Regions from separate parts of the Mus musculus genome. Here region 2 is linked to region 1. The links are chromatin contacts, called in public promoter capture Hi-C maps. All regions are on one chromosome and are shown on one strand. Each heading gives the region's core, a stretch centred on a gene start, on an enhancer-like site or on the middle of the called end of the contact. The rest is flanking DNA. Distances are from core to core; before and after follow the strand shown.

Region 1 (7,523 bases), core at 3,496-5,995:
CAAGCCAGCTTTAACTACCCAGTGAGACTGTGTCTCAAATCCCTACAAAAACACTAGTTACAGGGCCAAAGAGATGGCTCAGCAGGCAAAGTGCATTTCAAATAGTACAACCTGATTTCATCCAGAACCCATATAAAGGGTTAAATAAAAATAAATATAAATCAGAATTGACTTCACAAAGTTGTCTTTTCATCTCCACAATCACGCCATGGCAGGCACACACCCCCACACACAATACATACATACATACATACATACATACATACATACATACATACATACATACATTCATACATACATACATACAAACCAAACAACAGAAACACTACAAGGCCAGCAGGATGGCTCATTTGGTACAGGAGTTGCTGAAAAGCCTGATGCCCTGAATTCAACCCCTGGAACTCGCAGTGTAGAAACAACTTCTGCAAACTGTGTGTCCTGAGATGTGCACACACACACACATGTGTACACACACAGACACAAAGTGTAAAACAAATGCATACCATCTGTCTGCTGCTGGGTATTCCTTCTCTCTCTTCTCCTTGCTCCAGAAAACATTCTTTTCCCTTTGTTCTATTTAATTTACATGAATTAAAATATTTTGGTGCTGAGGGTGTAGCTCAGTGATAGTGTGCTTACCCACCCTAAGCAAAAACCCACATTTAATTCTCAGTTCTACAAAAATAATGAATCAATAAAGACACACTGGCCAGCAACATGGCTCAGCAGGTAAAGGCACTTTCCATCACGGCTGATGTCCTAAGTCTGAGCTCAAGACACACATGGTGGAAGACCAGAGCTAACTCACAAGTCCTCTGATCTCCACACATACACTATGGCATGCAAACACACACACACATACACAAAAATAAAATGAAATAAAAAACTTTATTTAGAAAGAAGAATTAGAAGATTGTTTGCAGACATGAAGAGCAAGAGGCCACTGGTAGGAGAAATAAAACAAGGCTAAGTCTCAACTTCCAAACTACTAAATAAATAATAATGCCTGCCTCAGCCTATAAAGATTAAAAAATGAAACTAAAGTTCATGCTTTCAGACCAAAACTCTATTGTCTACTTTATATATTAACAGAATTGGTTTTTCTGTATCTAAATTTTAATAATATCTGACATAGATGGGAAGTTCAGGGTCATCTTCAGCTACATAGAAAGTTTAAAACCAGCCTGGGGTACACAAGACACAGTGTCTCAAAACACAGAATAATCCAACTGCACTCACGTCCTGATAAGAAGATAATCTTTAGAATCATCCATAAAGCCAGTAAGTTGTGGTGTGTATCCACAGACTTGAGCTCTGTATCTGAGGCGGCTAATGCTACCTTCACTTGAAACAAAACCCACACGCACCACATGTAACTATTTAAAGGTGCGTACTACATTCTGAAGCATGTGAGATCCTTCAAAACTATACAGAGATTTTTTATTACCTATTTCTGTCTGTTCATTTGCTTTTGAGAAAGATCTCATGTATCCCAAGCTGGTCTCAAACTTGCCATGTGGTAGTCAAGGATGACTTTAATGTCAATTTCTAATCCTCCTGCCTCCACCTCTTGGGTGCTGGGATTACAGTCATGCACCATCATACTTAATTTTATCTGTTGTTTCTTTTTTTTTTTAAAGATTGATCGATTGACTGATTGATTATATATAAGTACCCTGTAGCTGTCTTTAGACATACCAGAAGAGGGCATCAGATGGTTGTGAGGGCATCAGATGGTTGTGAGCCACCATGTGGTTGCTGGGATTTGAACTCATGACCCCTGGAAGAGCAGTCAGTGCTCTTAACCGCTGAGCCACCTCTCCAGCCCTTATCTGTTGTTTCTTAAGACAGGCTGGAGAAATAACAGCTCTTGTCGATTTTGTAGAGGACCAGGGTTGGATTCCCAGAGCTCATATGTGAGTAGCCTAGAACCGTCTGTAGTTCCAGTTCCAAGTAGGCTGAAGCTGAAGCCCTCTTCTGGCCTTCCGTGGCACCAGACATGCATAGTCACAGACATCTAAATTTTAAAAGCACAAGTCTAGGCTTCACTATTCTTGCCCATAACTTTAAAAAAAAAGAGCTAAAAACCAAATACACTAATATTTGTGTACAATATTTTAGATACACTATAATTCTGTGACCTAACCTGATCTCCATATCATGGTAATCCTCCTGCCTCAGCCTCCTAAGGGCTGGGATTTCAGAAGTGAGCCACACCTGGCTTGGCAGATTTTTATGTCTCTTCCCTTTCATTTTTTATAAAGAGCCTGCACACTGTCGCACAGCAGTTAACTGAGCCACTGAAGACACGGACAAAGTCCTTAACGAAGTAGTTTGCACCTGACGCTCTAAAATGACAATTCGGCTGATGTCAAGAGTCAAGGCATCTGGGCAGACAAAAGTAGAGAAAGTTTGTTTGCATTTTTTGGTTTGTTTCCTTGTTTGTTTGTTTGTTGTTTTGTTTTGTTCTGCTTTTCCCCTTTTGGTTTACAAATGGGCTGGCAGGTATTTCCTAAACTTTTGAGATTTTATGTGTGTAGGTGTTATATGTATGTCTGTTTACCACATTAGTCAACGTACATAGAGGCCAGAAGAGAGCATTGAATCTCCTAGAACTATAGTTACAAGCAGTTGTTAGCCACACTGTAGGTGAAGTCAGCTCCTCTGAAGAATATCAAATTCTCTTAACTGCTAAGCCCATTCTGTCTGCTGCTTTGTTTGTTTGGTGGTGTAGGGCTCAAGTTCAAACCCAGGGCTCCCAAAGTTCTAGGCAAGAAAGAGCTCTGGCACTTTAACTTCCCAGGCCACTTCAGGCTTTGGGTTTTGTTTTGTTTTATTTTTTTTAATTATTATTTATTTGTTTAAGGATTTGTTCATTTGATTTATGTGCACAGGTGTTTGCTTCCGTGAGTTTATGTGTACCATGTGTGAGCAAGAGCCCTGGGATGGCAGGACTGTACATTTAGACTTCTAAGACTGAAGTACTGAGCTGTCACGTGGGTTCCAGGAACTGAACCCAGGTCCCCTGTAACAGCAGCAAGCACTCTTAAGCACCAAGCCATCTTTCAAGCTTATCAGAAGCCAACAGTAAGAGCAAACTTCCTCCTGGGAGCCACATGGAAATGTGGGCACCCTTTCTCTTACTGTCAAGGTCACTGAGCTTAACTGTTAACATAAGGGCTTTTTAAAAAATACTTCAGGCTGGAGAGATGGCTCAGAGGTTAAGAGCACTGACTGCTCTTCCAAAGGTCCTGAGTTCAGGTCCCATCGACCACATGCTGGCTCACCATCACCCATGATGAGATTTGACGCCCTCTTGTGGTGTGTCTGAAGACAGCTACAGTGTACATAGATATAATAATAAATAAATCTTTAAAAAATACTTCAAAAGCTCCTAAAGAGGTTGGGCATGTGACATCTGTGAAATAGAAGACTGTGGATCTGGAGTCCAAGGTCATCCTTAGTCACACAAAAGTCTGGGGCGAACCTGGGTTACGCTCCACCTTGGTTAAAGAGAGAGAGAGAGAGAGAGAGATTGAGAGAGAGAGAGAGAGAGAGAGAAACAAAAACAGCCCCTTCAGGGTGCTGGATTCCTAATAACCTGCTACGCTTATCTCAAGTGAAATAACAAATATCCAGGAGTCTGACATAGTTTCCTGTCCTAGGTACTGGGTCTTTTCCATGTCACCTACCCAGACCAAGCCCTGGGACCTAAGGTGTGGGCTACCTGCAGCAAACTGTAATTACTTACTCACTGAAGGCAAAAGTACAATTAACCTATTATCAAACCTCTTCCTAGAACCCAGTAACAGTGACCAGCATAACCCCTCTAAATACCTGATAACGAGCTGACAGTTCATTAAAATGGCAGGTCCCAGTGAAGCCAAACCAGTCACTGTCCTAGGAAGGAGCGTCAATGTGCTCTTTCTATATTTCACAGTCTTAGAGAGACAAAAGTCCACGTGCAAAGATAACTAATATTTATTACTGTTTAAACATTGTACAGAAAGAATACTCCATTGAAAAGATAGCAGACTAAGAAACTCTTTTGCAGACTCTGAAAAGGCGAGCTTCGAAGGGCAGCTAGACAAAAAGAACTAAGGGTTTAAAGCCTGCTTACTTTTCACGTCTGTGTTCTTCGTTTCGTCACCACTCTCGGGGCAGCACTGGCAGAAAAACAGGTGTGGCAAACAAGTTAGACTGAAGTAAGTGGAATTCATACAGCGCTCCGAAAGGTCCCATACTGACGGGCGGAGAGGTCCTAGGCGCCTCTCCCAGGGGCATGCCTGACACTACTGCCACCTTCCCAGAGGTCTGGACCACCTCCCCAGGGTCCGAGTTACTCTGCCCGGGCACCGAGGCCACTTTCCCGCCAACTCTCAAAACTGTCATCTTCTGGGACATCGGACATTGCACTGTGACTACCTCCCCAGGGACTCCCTTGCCTGCTTCCGGCCGTGGGAACCACCGCCAAACCACTTCCAAGGTAACCTGTCCCCGGGGCGGAGGTGGGGTCTGTGCCACCTCGCAGGGTCACCAGCGTCCCTTCCCCGGGTTTCCAGGGACGCCTCACCGGGGCTGCCGGCACTTCGCCGATATCGTCAGCCGCAAGCATCCTGCCTCCGCACGAATTCTGGATTCCATGCACCGCCAGCCCGGCCTGCAGAGTCCGGCTAGGGAACACACAGACTGGGCGACCAGACCAGCCTTCTGGGACGCAGGGTTGAGCGCCACCTCGACTTCCTATCACCGACTCTCTGGTTCCGTTCTCTTGGCCTAGAGAGGCATATCTGCGCGCCGCTGTCCTGTTCTGTGGCGCCCCCTGCTGGTTGGATGTCATGTTGGCCGCTCAGGGAACCTGGCAGCCCTACTGCTTCCCAGGCTGCTGAGTTCTGTGCAGGAGCTCTCTCCACTTCTTTGGAGTTACTAAAAATAAAATTCGGCCCTGGCATGGTGTCTCACACTTGGAATTCCACCGTTTGGGAGGTGAAGGCGGGAAAACCAGTAGTTCAAAGTCAACTCCAGCTACACACTGAATTCAAGGAGGGGAGAGGAAGGAGGGGAGGAGAAAATACTCATGATACCCTTAGGATGGTGAGCCACAAGTCGGGAGCGGAGGCGGGAAGATTGCCACTAGTCCCTGCCAGCTTGCTCTATAAAGTGAATTCGGTATCAGCTAGAACAACACCTATCTCAAAATGGCTCAGCGCATAAAAGCATTTGCCACCAAGACACCGGAGTTCCATACTTGGCCCACGTGGTACTAGGTAGGAGTGTCAAAGTGCTCTTTCTATATTTCACAGTCTTAGAGAGACAAAAGTCTACGTGCAAAGGTAACTAATATTTATTTATTTATTTATTTATTTATTTATTTATTTATTTATTTATTTATTTTTGGTTTTTCGAGACAAGGTTTCTCTGTGTAGCCCTGGCTGTCTTGGAACTCACTCTGTAGACCAGGCTGGCCTCGAACTCAGAAATCCGCCTGCCTCAGCCTGTAACTAATAGTTATTACTGTTTAAGCGTTGTACAGAAAAAAATACTCCATTTAAAAGGTAGGGACTAAGTAACCTCTTTTGTAGACTCAAGAGTAAGCTTTGAAGGACAGCTAGACAAAAGGAACACTCCTTCATATATTTTCGAACTGGAAGGTCCAGATCTGTTTGTAGGAGGGTTGAAACATTCTGGGAGTCAGACAGAGAAAGAGCACTCAAAATCTGGCATCCAGTTTGCTGGGCAAAGCCCCCTAAACCTCTACTGTTTTCCAGGGAGGAGGAACTGAATTACTTAGAAGCAAGGGATAGGTAGAGAACATGGAAATTTGACAGGCAAACCCTGGAAGGCAATGCCTTTGAGACCAAACAAATGGGGAGAAAACAGAAAAAAAAAAAACAACAAGCAAACAAACAAACAAAAATCTTTAGAGGAAACAGAAACTACTCCGTGAGAAGAAAACTCACTGAGGTGTAGACATACATGCAGACAAAACACCCATACACATAAAATGAAAAAAAATAAATAAATAAGAGCCGGGTATGGTGGTGCATGCCTTTTATCCCACAACTCAGGAGGCAGAGGCAGGTGAATCTTTATGAATTCAAGGCCAGCCTCATCTACATAGTGAGTTGAAGGATAGACAGAGCTATATAGTGAAACCCCGTATAAACAAACAGACAGACAGACAAACAGGATCTGGAGAGATGGCTTCAGCAACTAAGAGTACTAGCAGCTCTTTCAGAGAATCCAGGTTCACTTTCTAGCACCCACGCAGCAGCTGACAGCTCTCTGTCTGTAACTCAATTCTAGGGTATCTGACTCTCTCTCTGAACTCTCTGGACACCAGACACACACCTGGTATACAGTCACACATACAGGCAAACATCCACACACTTTAAAAAATAAAAATAATAAAATTTAAAAATTTAAAATTAAAACAGGATCTAGGCTATATTATACCATATAGCTGTATCTGAGTCTGCTGACCTTAGGACATTAAGGTATTAATTTACCCTAGCCCCAAGAATGTGCAGCTGTACAAGAATTAGTGAAATGGGCTAGGCATGATGCCACAAGTTTATAATTGCAGTGCTTTTGAGACTGAGGGAGGAGGCTCTTGAATTTGGGATTAGCCTGGGCTATATACTGAGCATCTATCTTAAAAAGGAAAAAAAAACAGAAAGAAAGAATTAATAAAATGATTAAAGACAAATGAAAGAATTTAGGTAGGTAACTACAGAGAATAATCTTAGAGGAAGACAATGTAGAAGCCACAAGTCTGAACTAAATATATGTGACTGTAGTGATTTGAATAAGAATGCCCCCATAGGTTCATGTGTGCGAATACTTGGTCTCCAGTTGATAGAACTGTTTGGGAAGCATTAGGAGGAGTGGCCTTGTTGGAGGAGGTGTGGCCTTGTTGGACAAGGTTGTCACAGTCAGTTGGCTTTGAAGTTTCAAAAGCCCACACCATTCCTGACTTTCTCCGCTGTGTACTTGTGGACAAAGATGTGTGCTCCCAGCTGCTGCCTACCTACCAGCTGCCAGGATTACTGTGGACACACCCTCTGAAACTGTAAGACCCAATAAACTCTTCTTTCTATAATTTCCTTTGGAGGTGGTGTCTCATCATAGCAGTAGGACAGTAACTAAGAAGTGACTCATTTAGCTGGATCTTTCTACTAAATCCATATTTTAAAAGCAAGTGTGGGACTCAGGAGACAGTTTAGTCAATACAGTGGGGACCTGTGTTCAGATCCTGCTAGTCATGTAGAAAGCTGGTCACAGCAGATCTGTGTAATCCAAGCAGTAGAGAGACAGAGATAAGATCTTTCGACTTGCCAGCTAACCAGTCCAGTTGAGCTCCAGGATCAATGAAAATTATTTACAAAAAGTAGGGTGAAGGGGCCATGGAGATGGATCGGAGGTAAGGGCACTTGCCAAGCAAGCCTGACGACTTGGCTTCCGTCCCCAGAAACCATGTAAGGTAGAAGGAGAGGACCAGCTTCTGCAGACTATGCTCCAGC
Region 2 (7,523 bases), core at 2,040-4,539, 330 kb after region 1:
TACTACCATTTCCAAATTAACAACCAAAGATTAAAAGCATTTAAGAGCCGGGCGTGGTGGCGCACAGCTTTAATCCTAAGCACTCGGGAGGCAGAGGCAGGTGGGATTTCTGAGTTCCAGGCCAGCCTGGTCAACAAAGTGAGTTCCAGGACAGCCAGGGCTATACAGAGAAACCCTGTCTCGGAAAAAAAAAAAAAAAAAAAAAAAAAAAAAGCTTTTAAGAAGCATGAATTAATGGTGTGAAATAGTTACCTGCATTTGTCACAACAGATCATGTATCCGTCATCATGTGTAAAACCACATATGCACCTGGTTACATCAGTACCGTAACTTCCATCTTCAGATGTGCTGATTGTAGTAGCACTGGAAGTTTCATCAAAATTAGGAGTGGTAAATATGCCTACTTCGTTTTTGCTAATGAGACCTGATGGAGGAGGGGATGCTGGAGGTGTTGGAGGAGGACGAGCACCATAATTATGGTCCTAAATAATATAACAAAAAACAACACAAAATACACATTTCAATGACATAAATTAGGCAAGCTAAATAAAAATTGAACACTTAATAAAATAAAATCGGTCCATTTTTTTTCTTAATACTGTTAAAAATAATGACATAAGACTAATAATTAAATCACAGTGGTAATAAGTTAATGTCACTGTCTAGTAGATGAAAGTCACCTTCACATCACATGACACCCCCCCCCCCCACACACACACACACAGACAGCGGAAACTACATTACCAGTCCTGTGTTCACAGTTTCACAAGTCTATGTAATGAGAATAAGGGGAAAAAAAAACAAAAAACCACAAATTCCCCAGGAATAGAAAAGCTAAAGAATGGCAAAAACTGGGCTAGAGTGGTTCAGCAGGCAAAGGTGTGTGCCATTGAGCCTACGTAGCAACCTGAGTTCAATACTTGGACTCATGTGATGGAAGGAAAGAACCCATTTGACTTCTACACAGGAACCACAGTACATTCTCAATTCTCCCAGACAAATGTAGTTAAGTAGCAAAAAATTACTATAAAATATATACAAATTACTGTAAAATAAAAATATATGGGGATTTACATTTCTGGTAATTTTTATTCTCATCTAAATAGTCTCTCATAACTGTACTTTCTTAGTAATCACAGACATATCCACCAGTTCTGTAACTCTTTGAATCAAAATATAGATAACCCTCAATTTGAAATAAACTAAGGGATTAAGTTTTTATCCTCTCAGCTATAAAACAGGGATGAAAAGTTCCTTACAAGAGTTCGTTTTAAGGATTAAATGAGCTACACACACACATATATACCTATATATGTATATATACATACACCTACACACATACATGTATATATCATCCATATGTACATATGTTAAATGCATATATTCAACATAAAGAGATATATAACAACAAGCTGGACCCAAAGAGACATCTCAACAGTTAGGAAGGAGCACGCGCTGCTCTTCCAGAGGACTCAACTTATGTTCTCAGAATCACATAACCACTGTGACTCCAGCCACTAAGAACCCAATTGCCTCCTTAAGCATTTATACTCTACATAACCACATGCAGACACACACCATAATTAAAAATGATAAAAACAGCCAGGTGTGTGCCTCTCCCAGCACTGGGGAAGCAAAGATCTACAGATCTCTTGGGTTTGAGGTTATCCTGGTCTACACAGCTAGTTCCAGGGCTATACAAAGACCTTATCTCAAAAAACAAAAACAAACAAACAAATAAAAAAAGATAAAAATAAACCTTTAGAAAAAATAACTACATAATTTACTAATTACTATATAATTTAGAATTAATAGTACATAATACAATGTAACCTTATCCAGTCTTTTCATTGAGGTTAAAAAATACCAACATAAATACAACAATTGTATTGTAATATAGCATTGTTAGGTCAAAGTATAAACTATATAGTTAATTACACAGAAAATATAAACCAGCTATGCTTTTTAAGTATTAAGCACAATACCACATACATCTCCTTTTAACTTGCAGCTCTCCAGAAGCCCGTGTGAGCAAACCTTTGACACTTACTTACCGCATAGGGCAGACCGATGTAGCTGTGTGAGTGGTGGGAGCTGCTGGTGTATAACTGGTGGGGAAAACTGTTGGATTTCTCAACTACCACAGGGCTAGCTTCTACGGATTCCGGTCTAGAGGAAAGAAGTTCCAGCAATTAGAATTCCATTCACTTTTCTGTTTTCATCTATTAAAATAATTTATGTAATTACTTAATCTATTAAAATTGATCAGGTGCTTATATTAAAATATTGTCAAAACAAATACAATGTCTATTTATAGTATGTGCACAGCTTGTGAGTCCATTCATCCTATGGAGACTGTATCTTAACCAAAGTTTTACTTAATAAAATAAATATCCTAATGCCAAGTTCAATTCCAGTTTCCTGTCGTTTAGAAAGTGCCCAGTGCTGGGGATGATGGTGCCTAGGCTGTAATCATAGCACTGTGGGAAGCTGAGGTAGGGGAATCAAGAGTTCAGTACCAGCATGGGCTACAAGTAAAATATGGCTAAAATAAAACAAAACAAAAACCCCAAAAACCCAAAACCTCAAAATTACTAGAGACCAAGCTTTATGTCATCTACCCAGTAAGAAACATGCAAAGGGGTGGCCAGAATGACAGAATGGTTTTAAGTAAGACTAACTAAAGAGAGAGTCTATACAGACTCTGGCTTGAATGTTAAGTGTGCATTTCAATGATCAAAATAATATGTGTTGAATGTGCTGAGGTAGAACAGACTCTGGAAAATGTCAGTAAGTTAAAGAAAAGGGAACCTACATTGAACCAGATTTACACCTGAAAAATACAAGCAGCTGTGTGTAATGAGTAGCGTTTAGGTCTGGCCTACCATGAGTTAAGTGTAGGTAATGAATCAATTGCTAATAGTGCTGAGAGTAGCAACCCCCAAACTGTTGCAGCTTTGAAAGCTCCTTGCCCTTGCATTTAACTATACCATTTTCCCAACTTCTTTATTCATACCGACACCCCCTCATCCCAGCCCAATTTTATCTAATGGCTATTGATCAGTGTAGTGGTAAATTAACAGCCAAGGTCAAGTCTCTCCTTTTCAAATCTAGAAGACAATCTGTTTCTTTGCCTTTATTTCAATCTTTATCCTACTTCCTAATTCCCTAAATTGGTCCCGAGACCAGCAGGATAAAAACAACTTTCACAGTTGCTACTTTCTTAGCCGACCTTCACATAAGCTCAAGTTAGTGCCAAATGGATGATGTCATAAGACCCAGTGTGCCACAATGAGTAGAAAGAAGCACAAAATGAGATTGCTGAGTCATCCTGCAAATTACAATCTCCAATAGGTTCAGGGTAGTCTGAAAACTAGTATCTGTTAAATTTGTCTCATAGTTTTAAAATTAGAATATGTTCATGTATGAAATTTAAATACAAAAGTACTTATAAATGCAAAACATTAAATCTTCCTCCATTACCATGTCAACATTTACTCCATGTATCCCTTTCTAGTTTTATGTTATAAATACATCTATACATTTTAAAAACTAAGAATATCTTATATTTACTTACATATATACCTTACTCTTATAATGATTACTTATTTGCCTCAGGTTTCTTTTCAATGATTTATTTTTATTTTATGTAGGTCGGTGTGAGGGTGTTGGACAGATTGCCTGGAACTGGAGTTACTGAGAGTTTTGAGCTACCATGTGGATATTGGGACTTGAACCCAGGTCCTCTGGAAGAACCCAGTGCTCTTAACCACTGAGCCTCTTGCCTCAGGTTTCTGACTGTTAAAATGACAGGAGTGGCCGGGTGTGGAGGCGCACGCCTTTAATCCCAGCACTCAGGAGGCAGAGGAAGGCGGAGTTTTGAGTTTGAGGCCAGCCTGGTCTACAAAGTGAGTTCCAGGACAGCCAGAGCTACACAGAGAAACCCTGTCTCAGGAAAAAAAAAAAAAAAAAAAAAAAAACAGGAAAAAAAAAAAAAGATGACAGAGTGACCTACCATGCTGGCCTCCTTTTGTGAGGGTGGGTAATAATCCCATGTAGTGCAAGCTAGAAATCACTATGTAGCTAACCCTAGCCTTGAACTCCTAATCCTCCTGCCTCCACTTCCTAAATACTGAGATTACAGGCATACACCACCATGCCTGCCTAACTTGGAAAAAAAAGTTGAATTACAGCAATGATCTATAATACCATCATTAAAGCTATGCGAAGGAAGTGTGGCAAAAGTAGAAGACTCACTCTTAAGTGTATAATCTAATTACACTGTTCCTGAAGAATGTGGGTAAAACTGGTAATGTGGAGTAGCTAATGAAATGAAATCAAGTTTTCAGGTAAACGTAGATGAGTTCAAGTATGTGAAAGAGCAAAATACTTTTCAGAGTATCACGATGCAAACATGGCTGCAATAGTGACGAGAAAGAAAGGCCATGTAAGAAAGCAGAAGGTTTTAAGAACATCTCTGTGTTGAATTTTTGTACTTACAAGTAGTTTTTAAAATAACTTTAAATGTATTTATTTAATGTGTGCTTGTGTGTACATTTGGTAACATGGTACCCACACAGATCACAGAGCACCTTTTGAGAGTCAGCTCTCTCCTTCCATCATGTGGATTCTAAGAAGCCAACTAAGGCCATCATGCTTGGTGCGAGCACTGTTACATACATGTCATCTTGAGGGTGCACTGAAAGCAATTTTTTTTTTTTTTTGGTTTCTGAGACAGGGTTTCTCTGTGTAGCCCTGGCTGTCCTGGAACTCACTCTGTAGACCAGGCTGGCCTTGAACTCAGAAATCCGCCTGCCTGTGCCTCCTGAGTGCTGGGACTAAAGGCGTGCGCCACCACCGCCTGGCCGAAAGCAATTTTTAAAACAAGGAAACATGTTATAAAAATATTGAATGACGGGCTGGTGAGATGGCTCAGTGGGTAAGAGCACCCGACTGCTCTTCCAAAGGTCAGGAGTTCAAATCCCAGCAACCACATGGTGGCTCACAACCATCCGTAACAGGATCTGACGCCCTCTTCTGGAGTGTCTGAAGACAGCTACAGTGTACTTACGTATAATGAATAAATAAATCTTTAAAAAAAAAAATATTGAATGACATTTATTACTTTAAAATGTTTACTACTGTTGCGTGTGTGATATGTATGTGTGCTATACAGGTTGTACAAGTGTCACCACACATATGGGGAGCAGACTTTTATTCTCTTCTTCCTCTGGGGATCAGAGGATAGGACTCAGGCCATTGGGCTTAAACAGAAAGTGCTTTTTTACTCCTGGTTGACATTTTTAATGATTGTCCTTAACTATAATACAGCATTTAATTAAAATAGAAAGATCAGTACTCGTGAGGCTAAGGCAAGGGGATTTCCAAGTTTAACAAACATCATTCGACTCAGTAGCACCAGTTTGAGGGATTTATCCAAAGGAAGCAACTTCCTTAGGATAGAACACTTCCTTACATAGACCACTGATTTAACATGTCTGTTATATCAATATTCATTCATGAAACTAGAAATCTTTTCAATGTTCAATCAGAAAATTATTAAATCTAAGAAGGCTTACTAAACTTGCATATGAATAATAGTTGAGTAAAAACTAATAGTAACAAGCTGCTATAATCATTTCCTTCTAAAATCTCCTAAAACATTACAAAGCTTTCTTAACAGCAGGGCTAAGAAAATAACAAAAAATATTTTGTGTCTATAGTAGCTACTGTTTTATATAGCTAATTTACATGCCTACATAAATGCCTAGATAATACATAGGCATAATGTGTCATCAATAAATTGCATTAGGATTAGTGAGATAGCTCCGTGAACAGAAACTTGTCACGATTCACAACATGATACAATTCCACAAGTAGAATAAGGAACAGATTCCTGAGAGCTGTCCTCTGACCTCTACAGATGCATGGTGGCATTGGAGTCCAGACACATACATAAGCAAACAACAAATAAGCAAATGTACTAAAAAAATTATTTAAACAAACAGGGCTAGTAAAGTCATAGATCTTGGAGAGGAACGTATAACCACCACTTTACTAATCCAGTATAATCCCTAACTACATTCTAAATATTTGTCCTCACACCACCCTTCACCCCCATCAAAGAAACTTCCCAGAAACAGAGATCATTACAGAAAAACACAAGCAATCACATGCACAGCTGTGGAGCCCAGTTGCAATGGACACATCTACAAAACCTCCCCCAGGTAAGGCTGGGGACACCAAGAGAGAGTATTAGGAAAGACTGTAAGAGCCAGAGGGTCACAGTTTGCTAAGACAGCATTTCCAAGTAATTATCAGAACCTACACCCATGAAGTCTCACCAAGATTAATACTTAAACATGAGCTGAATGAGACAACAACATGCCAAAGCTGATAGAGGAAAGACCAAAGGGCTTCAACCCCACACAAACAACTACAGGCAACTAAGGAATGCTGAGAGCAGCTGAAATAGTCTTCCCTAAGGAAGAGCACATCAATTGGTTATTCAATACTTAACACACACACAAAGAACTATTAACAAAAAGAGGCCATAAATTCAAGAGAGCAAGAGAAAGGGGTGTGTGGGAGGGCATAGAGAGAGGAAATGGAAAGGGCAAATGATTTATTTTATAATCTCAAAAAATTAAAAAGGATTTTTTTAAAGTATTCAATTTATCCAGCTTAAAGGGGTGGGGGTGGGGGTGAGGGGAAGAGTGTGTACTTCCAGGAGAATAGAGTTTGGTTCCCAACACCCACATCAGTTGGCTTAAAAGCACCAGTAACTCTGGTTCAAGAGGGACCTGATGCCCTCCTCTGTCTTCTGCAGGGCAGCTGCACTCCTGAGTACATAACCGTGCACACGTGGTTTTTAAAATTCACACTAGTAAAATAAGCCAGGCACAAAACTATAAACATTTTACGATTCCCCATATAAGAGGGACTTAGAATAGGCAGAGACAGAAACCAAATACAATGTGCAAAGTGCTAGGAATAAATTATTATTTAATAAAGTTTTTGTTTAGAGTGAGGAAAACATTTAGAAATTGGTGACAGCTCCTTGATAGCCTGTATGCACTTAATGATACTTGAAACTGTACACCTAAAGGCAGATTTAAAAAAATACACTTATTTTTATGATAATAGAAAATAAAGAGAAAGGTAGAGAATTCTGCCACATGACCAGGCCATACAGGGCTGGGGTTGATAATCAGTGACAAATGACATGCTCCGCCTAAGTGAGGCCTTAGAGTAAACCCACAGCCTTCCCTACTTCCTTCCCTGACATGAGAATCCAGGCAGTAGATTTAATGCAACAGTGGCATTGTTAAAAGAAAAAGCCCAGTTGTATGTGTCAAGCAAGCGAAGACAAAGGAAAGTATGCAAGGTTCCAAGAATCTGTAGAGACCTACATTTGCAGAAGAGACCAAGGAACTGTAGAAATGAGAGGAAGAGCCATGAAGTCAAGGGTGGACAGTTGAGCCTGCAGGTTTACCTCTGACTTGGGATTAGGGGCTGTGGAG

What was found. Promoter capture Hi-C pulls out the DNA fragments that hold promoters and counts their contacts.
Region 2: a contact with region 1 is called in a promoter capture Hi-C map of neural stem cells. The contact joins the enhancer-like site here to the promoter of Rint1 in region 1. A contact is called at or near these places in 5 of 39 promoter capture datasets (HPC-7-derived erythroid cells, cranial neural crest, hippocampal neurons and 2 more), 1 of 15 datasets of contacts at CTCF or cohesin (large pre-B cells), 7 of 115 datasets of contacts at active chromatin or transcription factors (the 230-238 cell line, the NIH/3T3 cell line, effector CD8 T cells and 4 more) and 3 of 9 other capture datasets (adipose tissue, liver and pancreatic islet).

Annotation. Positions count from the first base shown.
Region 1 is chr5:23,784,933-23,792,455 of GRCm38.p6, reverse strand. Rint1 (RAD50 interactor 1) reads right to left here and starts at 4,745. Exons shown (of 15, transcript NM_177323.4): 1 at 4,574-4,745; 2 at 4,121-4,166. The coding sequence starts at 4,615.
Region 2 is chr5:23,457,662-23,465,184 of GRCm38.p6, reverse strand. Kmt2e (lysine (K)-specific methyltransferase 2E) reads right to left here. Exons shown (of 26, transcript NM_026984.2): 3 at 2,055-2,169; 4 at 253-482. Among named protein-coding and RNA genes, the nearest start is that of Kmt2e, 27 kb to the right of the region's middle. Within about 2 kb of position 3,289, at least 50 of the 459 cell types and tissues checked have an H3K27ac peak or open chromatin away from gene starts, as enhancers often do. A contact at or near this core is called in the NIH/3T3 cell line, adipose tissue, liver and 1 more, where this site is marked.